2 separate regions of the Mus musculus genome follow, and region 2 is linked to region 1. A link is a contact called in public Hi-C data. All regions are on one chromosome and are shown on one strand. Each heading gives the region's core, a stretch centred on a gene start, on an enhancer-like site or on the middle of the called end of the contact. The rest is flanking DNA. Distances are from core to core; before and after follow the strand shown.

Region 1 (6,404 bases), core at 2,630-5,129:
TCTATCATCTAGAACCCCTAATCTGATGGTGGTAGCATTTCTTGTCTCAAGGGAGAATGCAAGACAGAGAGGGTGTGGCTATCGTTTTTGTGACTTTCCTGCTAAAATGTTCGGGGGTGGGGGACCACTTCCCTTTAAAGCGAAAGAAAGACATAGCAAACATGGCATTTTGAAAGGCTAATGGCATATGGGTGAACATGTTGAGGTGATGTCCTGTTATTGTCAGAAATAATGTTTTACAGAGAAGCTATTTGTGGAGAGACCAGTGATTACTGATGGACTAATGTGGGCTCGGGAATATGGAAGCAATAAGGGCGAGTACACGGTGCCTGCAGAAATGTCAGTCAAAGCCGAGGAGCAAAAGTAAACACCTTCTGATCTGACCCTAGCTACAGGATTCGACCCGTAGGACCCACGTGGATAGACCCACGGTTATTTAGGGCAATCAAAAGTGAGCTTTGAATGGTCTGCTGGCCACTCCGCTCCCGCGATGTGATCTCATGGTTGCTATTAGATTCAAAATCCAAACCAAGCTTGTGAGTCAGCGAACATATGTCTCAAGTTTTAGAATACCATTCTGACTTCATCTTCTGTAACCCCAGACCCCGGTGAATAATCCTGTAATCCCAACATTTCATCATCCAAACTACATTCTGCTGGCTTCCATCTGCCCATGGAAATGTGACAGAATTCTCTGCTCAGACATCAAGTTCCAGTTTTGAATTCAGGAAGTGGGATCATGAGCCCTGTGGAGCCAGCTTGGGCAGTGGGAGAAAGATTTCAATCAAGATCATTCTGTTTTGTTCCAAAGCTTTATTTTTAATGCAAAATAAAATTTGTCTAATAGAAACATAGACAGTTGATGGGAAACAAAGAAGAAAAAATTGAATAATGAAATTGGAGGGATGAGATTCAAGTTAGACAAGAGTTTCCACAATTGAGGTTGACCGTATGATGAAGCCTGTTATTGGAAGCCTGCCTGCCGTGCAGCCTGGTGGTGCTTTAGGCATTGCGCTTGAGGAAGGGCCTCCGAGAAACACACAAATGTGCCTGTGCTCGGGTCTCCAGAACAACAGTCACCAGTGGAGACTCGGGACCTGAGCTCTTATTTCCCATGAAACTGGGCCAGGAAACCGCACTTGGGGGGCGGGGGGTGACTTTGTCACATGGTGGTAGGATCTGCAATGTAGAACAGACTCGGAGGCAAACCTTAGTTTTAAGTGAGGTATTTACTGTGGCTCCAAAGAGATTTGGGAAATTCCCAGCATGGGGCATCCATGACCCTCTATAGTCCAGGGTAGGAGCCTGGGATATAAAAACAACTCCACTGTCCCAATTATATAAATATCAAACCCTGCTTCCTTCCTATTCATTTTCTCCTGATCAATTACCTCGACCAAGTGAACTATTGAGTTGATCTGTCTTGTTTACTGTGTGGCCCCCAACCTCCCCCTGGAGGATACATTTTATGAGTAGCTGAGATGCAAAGCTCTTGCCCAGAGTAGGTGCTGTGGACATAACTGTTCAATGAAGGCATGCATGAACTTTTAAGAATGTATATGTATGTGCATATGGGTACATGGGCATACTACTTGCATGTGCATGTGGTGATCAGCGGGTAACGTGAGCTATTTTCTTCTCTTCCTCTCCATGTTAATTACTCTTTGAGTCTCTTACAGAACTGTTTCTCACTGGTTGCCTAGAGACTAGGAGACCTCAGGAGCCTTCCCGTGCTAGGACTCTAGGCATTTACTGCCATGCTTGGATTTTTTTTACATGGGCTCTGGGCTCCAAACTCAAAACCCCATGCTTGTACACCAAGTGTCTCTTTGCCATCCTGAGCCATTTCCTCAGTCCTGGGAGCAAGGGAGGAAGGTTACTTTGAGGCACTAGATCTGCCGACCCTTCTCGCTCCTTCCTTCCGGATGCTCCTGACCCATGCCAGTAAACCTTTTCTATCTTTTTGCAGAGCATTGGCTGTGACGACTTCCTGGGATCTGACAAAGTCTTGGACAAGTGCGGGGTGTGTGGAGGTGATAACACGGGCTGCCAGGTGGTGTCGGGAGTGTTCAAGCACGCCCTCACCAGCCTGGGCTACCACCGGGTTGTAGAGATTCCCCAAGGAGCTACGAAAATTAACATTACAGAGATGCACAAGAGCAACAACTACTTAGGTGAGTTCACTGATCTTCTCCACACAGGCACAAGAGACTGTCGTCAGTGCAGTTAATGAATCTGTTGCAAGATGCTGAGGTGAACACAGTGTGGCCAGGCATTCCAGGACATTCAGGAAGTGCCATTAGGGTCTTCCTGACCTGCCCTCTGGAATGAAGGGGAAGTGTGGAGGGGGGATCCTTGGAAGAACTAAAGGGTTAAGATCTATATATTTAAATCAGGCTCTACTCCTCTCAAGAAGGATGTGGTCATGAATCAGGCAACAGACTCTTCTGAGCTGAGAGGGGCTCTTTATCAAGCAGGGAGGTCTGCTAGTCTTGGGGGTTGGGGACAGGAGCGGCTGATGGTTCCTCCCGGATGGAGGCCCAGAGCAAAAGCAATCCTCACCTTCTCTCTGCTTCATCTGCCTGGAGCAGCAGGCCCTTGTGTGTCTTCTGAACTGCAGCAGAGCCCTCAGCTGTCACCTCAGCACTACCCACTTCCCTGCAGGCCAGAGCCTTCCAGGCCTTTCCTCTGGACATTAGGTCATTTGGATCCCTTCCACTGTGCAGCAGTCACAAAAGTGAGCGTTTACCAGTTTCTCCCGCAGATCAGCATGTGCCAATCCGTTAAGCAGGAGTTAGTTATAGGGGTGCCATTTCTATTTTTTGAGAAAGGTCTTGATCTGTATTCTAGGCTAACCTGAAAATCATAATATAATCCAGTCTGGTTTTCCTCCTACACGCTGGAATCCTAGTCGTAAGCCACCAAGTCTGGCTGAAGGTATCATTTCTTCAAGACATTCCAATGAGCAGAAATAGCAGAAATAGACATTTTGTTTTTCGTTATTTGTTAAACAGGAACTTGTTTAGGACAAATAATGTGCCAGGCAATATATTTATGGCTTTTCCTGTATAAAACCCTGAAGCACTCGAACCAGCCTATAACTTACAAGCTATTCCCAGGCTCATTTTATAAATAAAACAGACATACAGAGATCATAGAACTTGCCAAAGTCACACAGCAAGGAAGCAGCAGAACTGGGAATCAAACCAAGGGGGTGCATAGCTCTAGGCATGGAAGTCTCGTGTGAGATAATACCCATAGGTTTCTTCCACTAGACCGCTGGTCATGTGGCAGTCAGTGTCCACCAGAGGGTTTTGGTTTTCTGAAATACCATTCATTTTGTGATGTGGTGTGTGTGTCTGTGTGTGGTGTGTCTGTGTGTGTGTGTGTGTGTGTGTGTCTGTGTGTGTGTGTGTGGTGTGTCTGTGTGTGTGTGTCTGTGTGTGGTGTGTCTGTGTGTGTGTGTGTGTGTGTGTGTGTGTGTGTGTGTGTAGTCATGATTATACATACCTATGAAGCTAGAGGCCAGCCTCAGGTATCGTTCCTTAGGTGGTAGCCACCTTGCTCTTGAGCTCGGAGTGTAATCGATACTGACTGATTTGTTAGTAAGTCTCAGGGACCTGCCTGTCTCTGTGTCCTCGGCACTGGGGCTACAAGCATGAGCCATTGCACCTGCTTTTGATTTGGGGTTTCTAAGACTCAAACTCAGGTCCTCATGTTTGCAAAGCAGGCACTTTCCTGACTGAGCCATCTCTCCAGCAGTTACTTTGTAACCATCCCTTCCCTGCCCATTCAAACGCAGCCCAAACCAACTTCACTTGGCTTGATTGTCTAGAGGAGGAAGGGTGGCAGATGTGTCTCTGAGACAGACCCAATTAAAGCAGAAAACTGTTACATTTTCTCCGGCACATCTAGGAGCCACCAAAGTGGCAGAAAGCCTAGTTTCCCTGCGAGCAGTTTGTGTTATTTTAAATCTCAAATAATGATCTCTGTGTTTCCGCCTTTCTCTGATGCTTTTACAAGATCACATCTCCACACACATCCTGCCGCTTACAATGGAAAATGTTCCTTGGGGGTTATTTGAAGTGTGATTGTGTTTAAGCACGCTGGCAAACAATGCCAGTTTTTATTAGCTTTATGTTGTTTTTAGTAAATGTTCCCTGGCTATCAGTGGCCCCATTTTGTAATCAGTTTCAGGCTCCTTGAACATACAATGGATATTCTTAGTGAACATTTGCATGGTATCTGAATAGAAACAGCCCAGAGCCTGGCTCATTCCATCTAGAGTATGGGACTTTGTCATAAGACTCAACAGATATACTCAGGAAGGACTCCGGCACTTTCTTATTGGTGATTCACAGGTTTCTTCTTTCTTCCTTTTGTCTCAGAGTTAGTCAGGATATAAAGCTTAAAATGGAATCCAGCTGGGGAGATGGCTTGGTGGATAAAGCAAGTATGGGGCCTTGGAGATCATGCCAAGTAGGCATGTTGTCCCAGCTCCGTAATCCAACCCTGAATCCCAGCACTCATTCAAGAGGCTGAGACATGAGCCCTGGGGCAAGCTGACTAGACTAGCCACTCAGTGAGCTCCAAGTTCCAAGTTCAACAAGAGACCCTGCCTCAGTAAATAAGATGTGAAGACCAACAGAGAGAGATGGCCAATGTCTAACTCTATTGTCTATCTGCACACAACCCATACATGTGAACATGCATACAGATATTTACATATATGTACTCACACATGTATGCACATATATATATATGCCAAAATTACAGAATAAAAAATCTCCACTTCCCATAGGACTAGGAGTCAATGGGAGAACGACTCAGAAAGTCACTGTGCCCAGAAACCAATGTGTTCATGAGAAAGACATCATTCATAACATCCTTATGTGATGCTCTCTGCAAGGAGAGAGAAGCAGAAGCAGGCTTTTAAGGTGGAGACTCCAGGAGTGAGGAGTGCAAGCTTCCAGCCACAGCATTTATGTCACCTGGAATGTTCTCAATTTCCCTTCTCCTTTTAAAACTTGGGACACAGGTCACATACAGTTTGCAGTGCAGTGGGTAGGGTGGTCTTTTTTTTTTTTATACCAGGCTTTCTTTATCTAACTCCTCTCAATTGGTCAATTCCTGCTCTATGGAGCCTCTGTTGAAAGCTGTTTGCATAAGATTGCCTGAGTTCTACAAACAACCGTTAGTACACAGGCTCAGCTTCGGTTTCTAAACTCCAAGGCCAGTATTTCCATTAACAGCCAGTGCTCTTAACCACTGAGCCATCTCTCCAGACCATAGTTAACTTTTTAAAAATTCCATTTAAAAAAAAAATCATTTAGAGTTACTAACTAGAGGTGCAATTTCAAAATTAGGGTATGAGAATTGAACGGCAAAATTTTTGAGATAAATATCATTATAGAACCCACATTGACCTCAGACTTGAAAGCCTTCTGCTTCAGCCTCCAGTAGAGCCTCCTAGCACCCACATGGTGGCTCACAAAGGTCTGTAAATCCAGTCCCAAGAAATTAAATGCCTAAATAGAAGAAGGAGGCATGTTTACTAACAGGCCTTAGCGAATACATTAGTCATATCACTGCATTAAACCTAACTCTGAGTTTTGCCACCAAGGCCTGGCCTGCTGGCCCCTGCCTTTCCATAGCTCGTAGGAAGACTGGTCCCATGGAGCTGTGGGAGCAGGCCACCTCCAGCGAGCAACCATGAGGAAACTGGGATACTTATGGTGCACACATAGCGTGAGAAATGACACACGTTCTTCTCATTTCTGGTTATAAAACTGAGAACACACCAAGAGTGGCACCATGTTTATTAAAATTGTATAGTAGCAATTGTTAGTGTCCTTCAAAGCTTAGCCTGTTAGTCAGAGCTAGGTTTTAATTGGAAAGACATTAGAAACTGCTGTCTGTTGTTAAGCTCTGAATTCTCCTTTTCTGTGTGACTTATTCTCAGACCTGCTATTTGAAGAAGAAACAACGGATCTAATGTTTTTAAAACGGCTGGCCATTTGTATCACTCGCTTCTCCCTTAATAAGATGTTGTAAAATTATTTTAGCTGAAATATCAAAGCTTGGCGCAGTTGAGTCAGTTCAGTTTACTAATGTCATTATGCCACAGTTCAGATATCAGACATGAAAGCACAGCAGGCAGAGACTGATTGTTCAGGACGCGGTCAACCTGCCAACAAGTACAGCCTCCATGGACTGTAGACTTGGAAGGAGTTCTTGAAGATCTATACGATCTTAAAAACAAATACAGTTCCACTGAAACATGTTCTCATGAAAGTTTAAAATAATAATACCTGGGGCTGGAGAGATGCCCCTGTGGTTAAAAGCCACTGCTCTTGCAGAGGACCTGGGTCCAGTTCCCAGCACCCACATGGTAGTAGCACCCA
Region 2 (6,404 bases), core at 2,230-4,729, 170 kb before region 1:
GGAGGCAGGTGTCTGATTTTTCACATGAGGCCACATCTGTGTCTCTTCTACAGGAAGATCCACGACCCTTTCTTGTTGAGAGCTGCCTCCTCTTTACTCTTGAACTCTGTGGCCCATAATACTGGTGGTAAATTCCTTTTCCAAGCACATTCCCAAAGGGATCCCTCGGGGACAGCTAAAAGGTTGGAATGTTTGACCAGTGGTTTGAGCCTCTTCTACTAAGAGAAGAAATAATTCACCAACACTTTCCAAAATACATAAGAGAAGCAGGGAGGAGAGAAATGTGTGTTACCTGACATTTTAAACAAGTATTCTACTGGCCCTGCACAGCCCAGGGGTAGATTAAGTAGGTATGACACGAGGTACCTAAGTGTCACACCTGTCCTATAAAGTCAATGGGTGGTATACATTCCACCTTCTACAGAAGTGAGTGGCATATGGACACATTTGCACATTCTAGAAACACTCTGGTTTACAACTCAAGTCCTGACCTCATGCCGGAAGCTGGCCATCAAGCACGTGGCTCTGCAGGGGCTGACTTAACCAGGACCCAAGTCCACAGAAACTGCACTGTCCGGGTTTTAAGCTTTTTCTGGAGAGGTTGGTAGCTGTCCCTTTATTTGTCTGGTGAAAACAGTAAGTTTAACCTGTTTGAGGCTAGCTCAGCATGTCTGAGGTCTAGTGCCAAGGCCACAAGTGATCTCGCTATGTCTGATCGTTGTCACCCATCAAGGTAGGATTGGACGCTGGAGATGCTTGCCCAATCAGTTGGTTGTACAAAGAAATTTTTTTTTCATTTATTTTGGGTGCTGGAGATTGAAGCCCAGACTTTGCAAATACTCAATACGTGGTGTACCCTGCCACTGCCTCTAACCTTGTCCCTTACCAATGATAACTCTGCATTAATGTCCCAATACATTTTCTTTTGCATAATGAACTGCTTCAAAACCTAGCAACCTAGAAGCTAGAGAGATGGCTCAATGGGTAAAAGCACTCACTGGGCAAGCATGAGGACCTGAGTTCAGATCCCAGAAAATACCTAAAGGCTGAGTGTGGTCTTACATGTACCTGTAATTTGAGTGCTATGGGCAAGAGGGTGGAGATAAGGAGATGGCTGGGGCTTGGTGGCCTTCAGTTTAGCACAAGAGTCAGTGAGAGTAAAGAGGGTGATAGACCAGGTCACTTAGTGCCCTCTTCTGGTCTCAAATGTGTGTGTGTGTGTGTGTGTGTAGTAGGGTGGGGGGAATGATGTGTCACAAACCAAAGTTATTTCCACACATAGCTTGGGATGCAAAAGAGGTGGGGAATAGAAAAGGCTGGGATTCTGCTAACCTTTATACTCCATGTCCCTAGTGACTAGAGGACTGCCTGATAAGCCTCACCTCCTAAAGGCTCTACCACTTTCCATTAGCACCGGACTGAGGACCTTCAGCACAGGGACGTTTGAGGACACTGGTTCATCTATCTGTATTACACTGGGTGTGAATGCTGTTGGGTGAGGGCTCCTGGAGGCCACTCTAGAGATGGGCCACGACACTACCCATGGCCCTTCAGGACTTTGAGGCCTTTAGTGGGAAGTTTTCATATCTTGCTGTGATACATGGGAACCCTTGAGTGTTCAATATGATTATCCAACAGTGTTATTCTGTTAAAGGCGCTTTCTTCCAAAACTTCTAACTTGATGTTTGTTGAGAGACACACAGAAAAGTCAAGGCTTGGGTGCTTTTAATCATAACTTCTAAGCACGGTTTTCATTCGCTCTGATGGAACTGCAAGCTTGCTGTCAGCTTTCTCCCTTCCACTGGTGTCTGTGTTGAGGAAAGTTAAACAAATAAATCAGAACTCGGCCTCATTCAGAACTCAGGTTACCACTCTGAGTTCGCATCCTGGCATGGGAGCCAGTTTTCTTTGTTAGCAGCTGCTCTGAAGTCCACGGCCAAGATTGCCTGGCACAGAGCTCTCCAGTGAGCCAGGAGTTTATTTGGAACTGAAGGAGCAAAACGACAGAGCATTGTAAGATCACTTCTCTTTGTGTGTGCACACATTCGTGTGTGTGTGTGTGTGTGTGTGTGTATGTGTGTGTTACACATGCATGCACACACACTAATGCAAGTGTGTGGGGAGGAGGGACTGCACACATGTGCAGGACAGAGGATGACTCAGGGGTTGTTTTTCAGGTGCCAGCCACATTGCTTGTTGAGACAAGATCTCTCACTGGCTTGGAACTCACCACATGGACTCTGCTGTTTGGCAAGCAAACCCCGGCAATCCACCTTACAGTAGGATTGCAAGTTCGCAGTGCCACCCTGGCTTGTTAAATATAGGTGCTAAGGATCACACTAAGGTCCTCAAGCGCTTTGCTGTGTTGTCTATCTCCCAAGCCCTGAAAATCATATCTTTTGTAGAGACCGTCCAGGCTGGCTTCCAGTGTATGTGTTCCCAAACTCTAAAGGCATGACCATGGCTGGCCACTTTCTGTTTTAGTCCTTTCAATAAGAAGACACATTACTATCACTTCTTTATATTTTTCTTTCTTTTATAAGGGGGCAATGGATATTTTGAGACAGCATCTTGCTATGTAGTACAGACTGGCTTCCAGCTCAGTACATAGCCCAGGCTGGACTTGAACTTGTAACCTTTCTACTCATCTCCCTTCTCAGCCACCAGCGGCTCGGTTTATCAACATGTGTTACTAAACCCAGCTACAAACAATTTTCCCTGTTTACTGGAGCCAACCTTTAGCTTTGTGTATCTTCTGACCATTGATCCTTGAGATTTTCTCCCCTGGAACAAAACCAGATTTGATATTCCTTCAAATATTTGAAACCTCCTCTCATGGGGGTCTCCTTGGTTTGCTCCAGGCTGTACATTCCATGTTTGTTCAGGCTTCTCTTCCTAGGACACTCTCCAAATCCCTTTCACATTGAGATCCATCTGAAAGTGTGTTATCCATTCATTTGCAAGGCAAGTATTTGCTGAATGCTGTCTATTGGCAAGGGGCCGTGCCAGGCCAGATGTCTGAAAAGAACGGAGTGGAGCAAGCGAAACTGTCCTTCAAAACCCATTTATTTCTGTTATTACATTTCTATTGTTAAACCCAAAGATTCCACTGGCTTCCTTTTACAGCCATATCAGACTGCCGGATTATCTTTGGCTGTGATGAACTAATATCTGTTTGTAGAAGGGGACTGTTGGCAGATCAGGACTTCCCGAGTCGATATGCATGTAATTGCTTTCTTTGAACCTAAATTAAAGACTTCACATTCATCCTTATCCAAACCTTTCTTTGGTCCAGCTCCTTGTTCCAGCCTGTTGAGCTCATCTGATATTTGCTAGCTCTTCAATCCTGATTTCATCGTGTGAGTTACCGCTCCCGGCTTCGTGTCCTCCGTGCTCTTGATCAGCATTGGCTTTCGGTGTTTGTTCTCTGTGATGAGGAGGAGGCTAACGCAGGAACAGCGCCTTCTGGCAGGGCCCCAGGCTGCCTCGCTCTCCTCTTCCTTCAGCACTCTTGGAGAACAGGTTTTCCGCCAACTCCGAGTCGCCCAAATTATACTGTCATCTGGTCTGCATTTCTCCATCTTGTCCACAAGAATTTCCTGAGAGGCTTTGCCAAATGCCTTGATTAATCAATACATTCTGGGTCTCTGACATTCACAGTTGTCAGTTGTCGTGACCTGCTTCTTGCTCCGGAGGAAGAAAAGGGCTAGGGCAAGCTGGGAATTGTCTTCTCTGTTAGAGTCCCCTAGCCCCGAAAGGAGGAGAATTCTGGGTTCATAAAGGTAGATCTGTTGGATGACTCGTCCTCAGACTCTAGGACTTATCTCACTGTTTGTAGGCCTCATAAGTCAGGTGTGCTGCCCAGGCTGCAAACTCCCCGTCAGTTATTCCTCTGGCGACCCTGCCTCACCTTTTAACTTCTTCCTCGCTACCATGGTTCCAACCTCAGGGTCATGGACTTTTCTCAGAAATCTTCACCTAACAGTTTATCACACATGCAAGGTCGTGTGCGAGGTATGTCCAGTCTATACCAGTGCTTTTGAGCACACCCTGCCCAGCTCCCCCACACTGTCCAAATGTGAGTCTGGGATGAGCCATCTTGGAGCTTGGCTCCATCTTCAATGAAAGCCCTTTCAGCTTGGGCTCCTCCCACATTCCTAGCTATCTGGCCACGTGTCTCAGTACCCCTCTCTGACTGTGCCCTCCGTTTTGGTTTCAACTTGGTTGCACAACTCCACCTAGGTTTTCTCTCCTCTAGCTCAGACCTCGTTTTTCATCGTGCATGCCTTCCAGTGAGTCAATCATTGTGGGTAAAGAGAGGAATTATGGTCCACCCTGTCATCTTTATCTGTCAGAAAGATCCAAAGAGGCGGTGGTGGACTAGGAGACAGACTTGTGGTTAGCAAGTCGTCTGAGTTTCCATGCATTAGTACTGCATTAACCCTTCGGTCTACAAGGATCATCCCTCATCCGCCTGCCCAGTTTCTTCACAGGGGATACAGGGTTGGGTGGTTCCCTCTGGGACACCCACTGTCTTCAAATGATACTGTCACCATTTACCACATGACATTTTCCTTCCGAAGCATAAGCTTTAATCCTCCAGGTCAGAAACCACAGTGCTACCATTGCCCCACTTTTGAGAGCCACACACTGTTTCTGTCCAAGCGTTGACAAGCCTTCTTAAGAAGTGCCCTCTGGGTAGCGAGCTTAAGAAGGGTACCCACTTCCCTGTTCTTCCAGATCTTGGAAACCTTGACTTCAGTTAGCATAAGAGATGAAAACACTCCTTCCTTTAAACTCTCAGTCCCTACTGAGAAAAATGAGTAATTTCGTTTGCTTGTCTCTTTGAGACAGCATTTCACTCTAGAACCTAGGTGGGACTTGAACTCATAATCTTCTTACCTTTGGCTTCCAAGTGCTGGGATTATAGGTGTGCTCCCTCCATACCTACCTCTGCATTTCTAGTATGTGTTCATATGCCCTAATAATAAAGCAAGTATAAATATGTAAAACAGTAAAATTTCTATTTGTGTGTGACAACTAACTAGTTTCTTTCCCCCCACCCCATAGGTAAATGACTAGAGATAGAAAACAGATCCCTCATCCTTGCTAGGATTTAACTGAGGACATCTTAGCTGTTAGCCACTAAACCAGCCTGTCTCTGCCCGTTTTCAAACATAACCAATCTCTTCTTGCATTCTGTTTTGAAGCAAGCAAGGCCTGTATTGACTGCAGGGAGGCCTCCCACAGGAGCATGCTGGGATTGACCCTTCCGTGCATAATAGTGACAAACAAAGATGCCCCCTTTGAGCTCTGCTGCACAGACTTCTACTGCATCTTGGCCTGGACTCTTGTGCTACAGTTAATTAGGGCGCCTGTGAGAGGCAGGCTGGGACAGACAAAAGGCAGGGCTGAAAGGCGCTTCCTCATACCTTTTGGGGAATTCAAGTCCTTTCTGCATTAGAGAGCTAGCTGGGAGATTTACATCTTATTTTCTCCCTAGCTGCCCCTGTTGGCTTCATAGTTAATGAGTCCAGATGAAAGAGGACTCATTATTTCAAATCTGGGTGACACGCATTTCAATTCAAGACCTGTGTTTGCCCAGACTGTGACCCGAGTCACCCCCACAGAACTGAAACCTCCACAGTGGTTTTGTCTGCTGTCTGCCCTGTGAGGGAGGTTCAGCCCCAGGTTGTTTGCCTGAGCTTGGTTCTTATTTCCAAACCTTCCCAGCATCAGTTAGAGAGGAGAGAGACCTGAACTGGCCTAGGTCAATTCATATGAGTTTTAAAGATATCTTCTTTTTATGTGTATTTGTGTTTTGCCTGCATGTATATCTGTATACTATGCGCGTTTCTGCTGTCAGCTCTCCTGGAACTGGGGCCTAAGAACTTAAGTTCAGTACTCTGCAAGGGCAGCCAGTACTCTTAACCACTGAGTCATCTCTTCAATTCCCTTACATGGGTTTTTAAATAAGAGCAAAGAGTGGGACAGGAAGATACCTCAATGGGTAAAGATACTTGCTGTGCAAGCATGAAGACCCAAATGTTTTTTAAAAAAACTCAAGCTATAACGGCATGCTTGTGGAGACAGATGAATGCCTGGGGCTGCCTCGCCAGCCAGGCCACTGATCCCTGAGATACAGGTAAATATGAAAGGCCCTGTCACAACAAAATAAGATTCAGGGGGCTGGGGAGATGGCTTGGCCTGTAAAGTGCCTGCTCCATACGTTCTGAGTTCTGTTCTTTAGCACTCCTGTCAACAGCCAGGCCTGGTGGCACTTGCCTCTCCTTTCAGTGCTGGGAGGCAGAGGCAAGAGGCTCCCTAGAGCTTGTTGGCAAGCTCACTTAATCCAACTGGTGAGCCCCAGGCTCCGTGAGAGACTCTGTCTCAGAAACTAAAGT

What was found. Hi-C and Micro-C count contacts between places; a contact is called where the count stands out from the background.
Region 2: a Hi-C map of forebrain shows a contact between it and region 1, with 2.8 times the contacts expected there. The contact joins two enhancer-like sites. A contact is called at or near these places in 1 of 39 promoter capture datasets (hippocampal neurons), 9 of 484 Hi-C or Micro-C datasets (adipose-derived mesenchymal stem cells, cerebral cortex, cortical neurons and 3 more) and 1 of 115 datasets of contacts at active chromatin or transcription factors (embryonic stem cells).

What each region holds. Positions count from the first base shown.
Region 1 is chr9:60,052,621-60,059,024 of GRCm38.p6, reverse strand. It overlaps Thsd4 (thrombospondin, type I, domain containing 4), which reads left to right. Exons shown (of 18, transcript NM_001040426.3): 8 at 1,970-2,174. Among named protein-coding and RNA genes, the nearest start is that of Gm7616, 100 kb to the right of the region's middle. Within about 2 kb of position 3,879, at least 19 of the 459 cell types and tissues checked have an H3K27ac peak or open chromatin away from gene starts, as enhancers often do. A contact at or near this core is called in cortical neurons and forebrain, where this site is marked.
Region 2 is chr9:60,223,451-60,229,854 of GRCm38.p6, reverse strand. The region is part of intron 7 of Thsd4 (thrombospondin, type I, domain containing 4); the gene reads left to right. Among named protein-coding and RNA genes, the nearest start is that of 2010001M07Rik, 110 kb to the left of the region's middle. Within about 2 kb of position 3,479, at least 40 of the 459 cell types and tissues checked have an H3K27ac peak or open chromatin away from gene starts, as enhancers often do. A contact at or near this core is called in cortical neurons and forebrain, where this site is marked.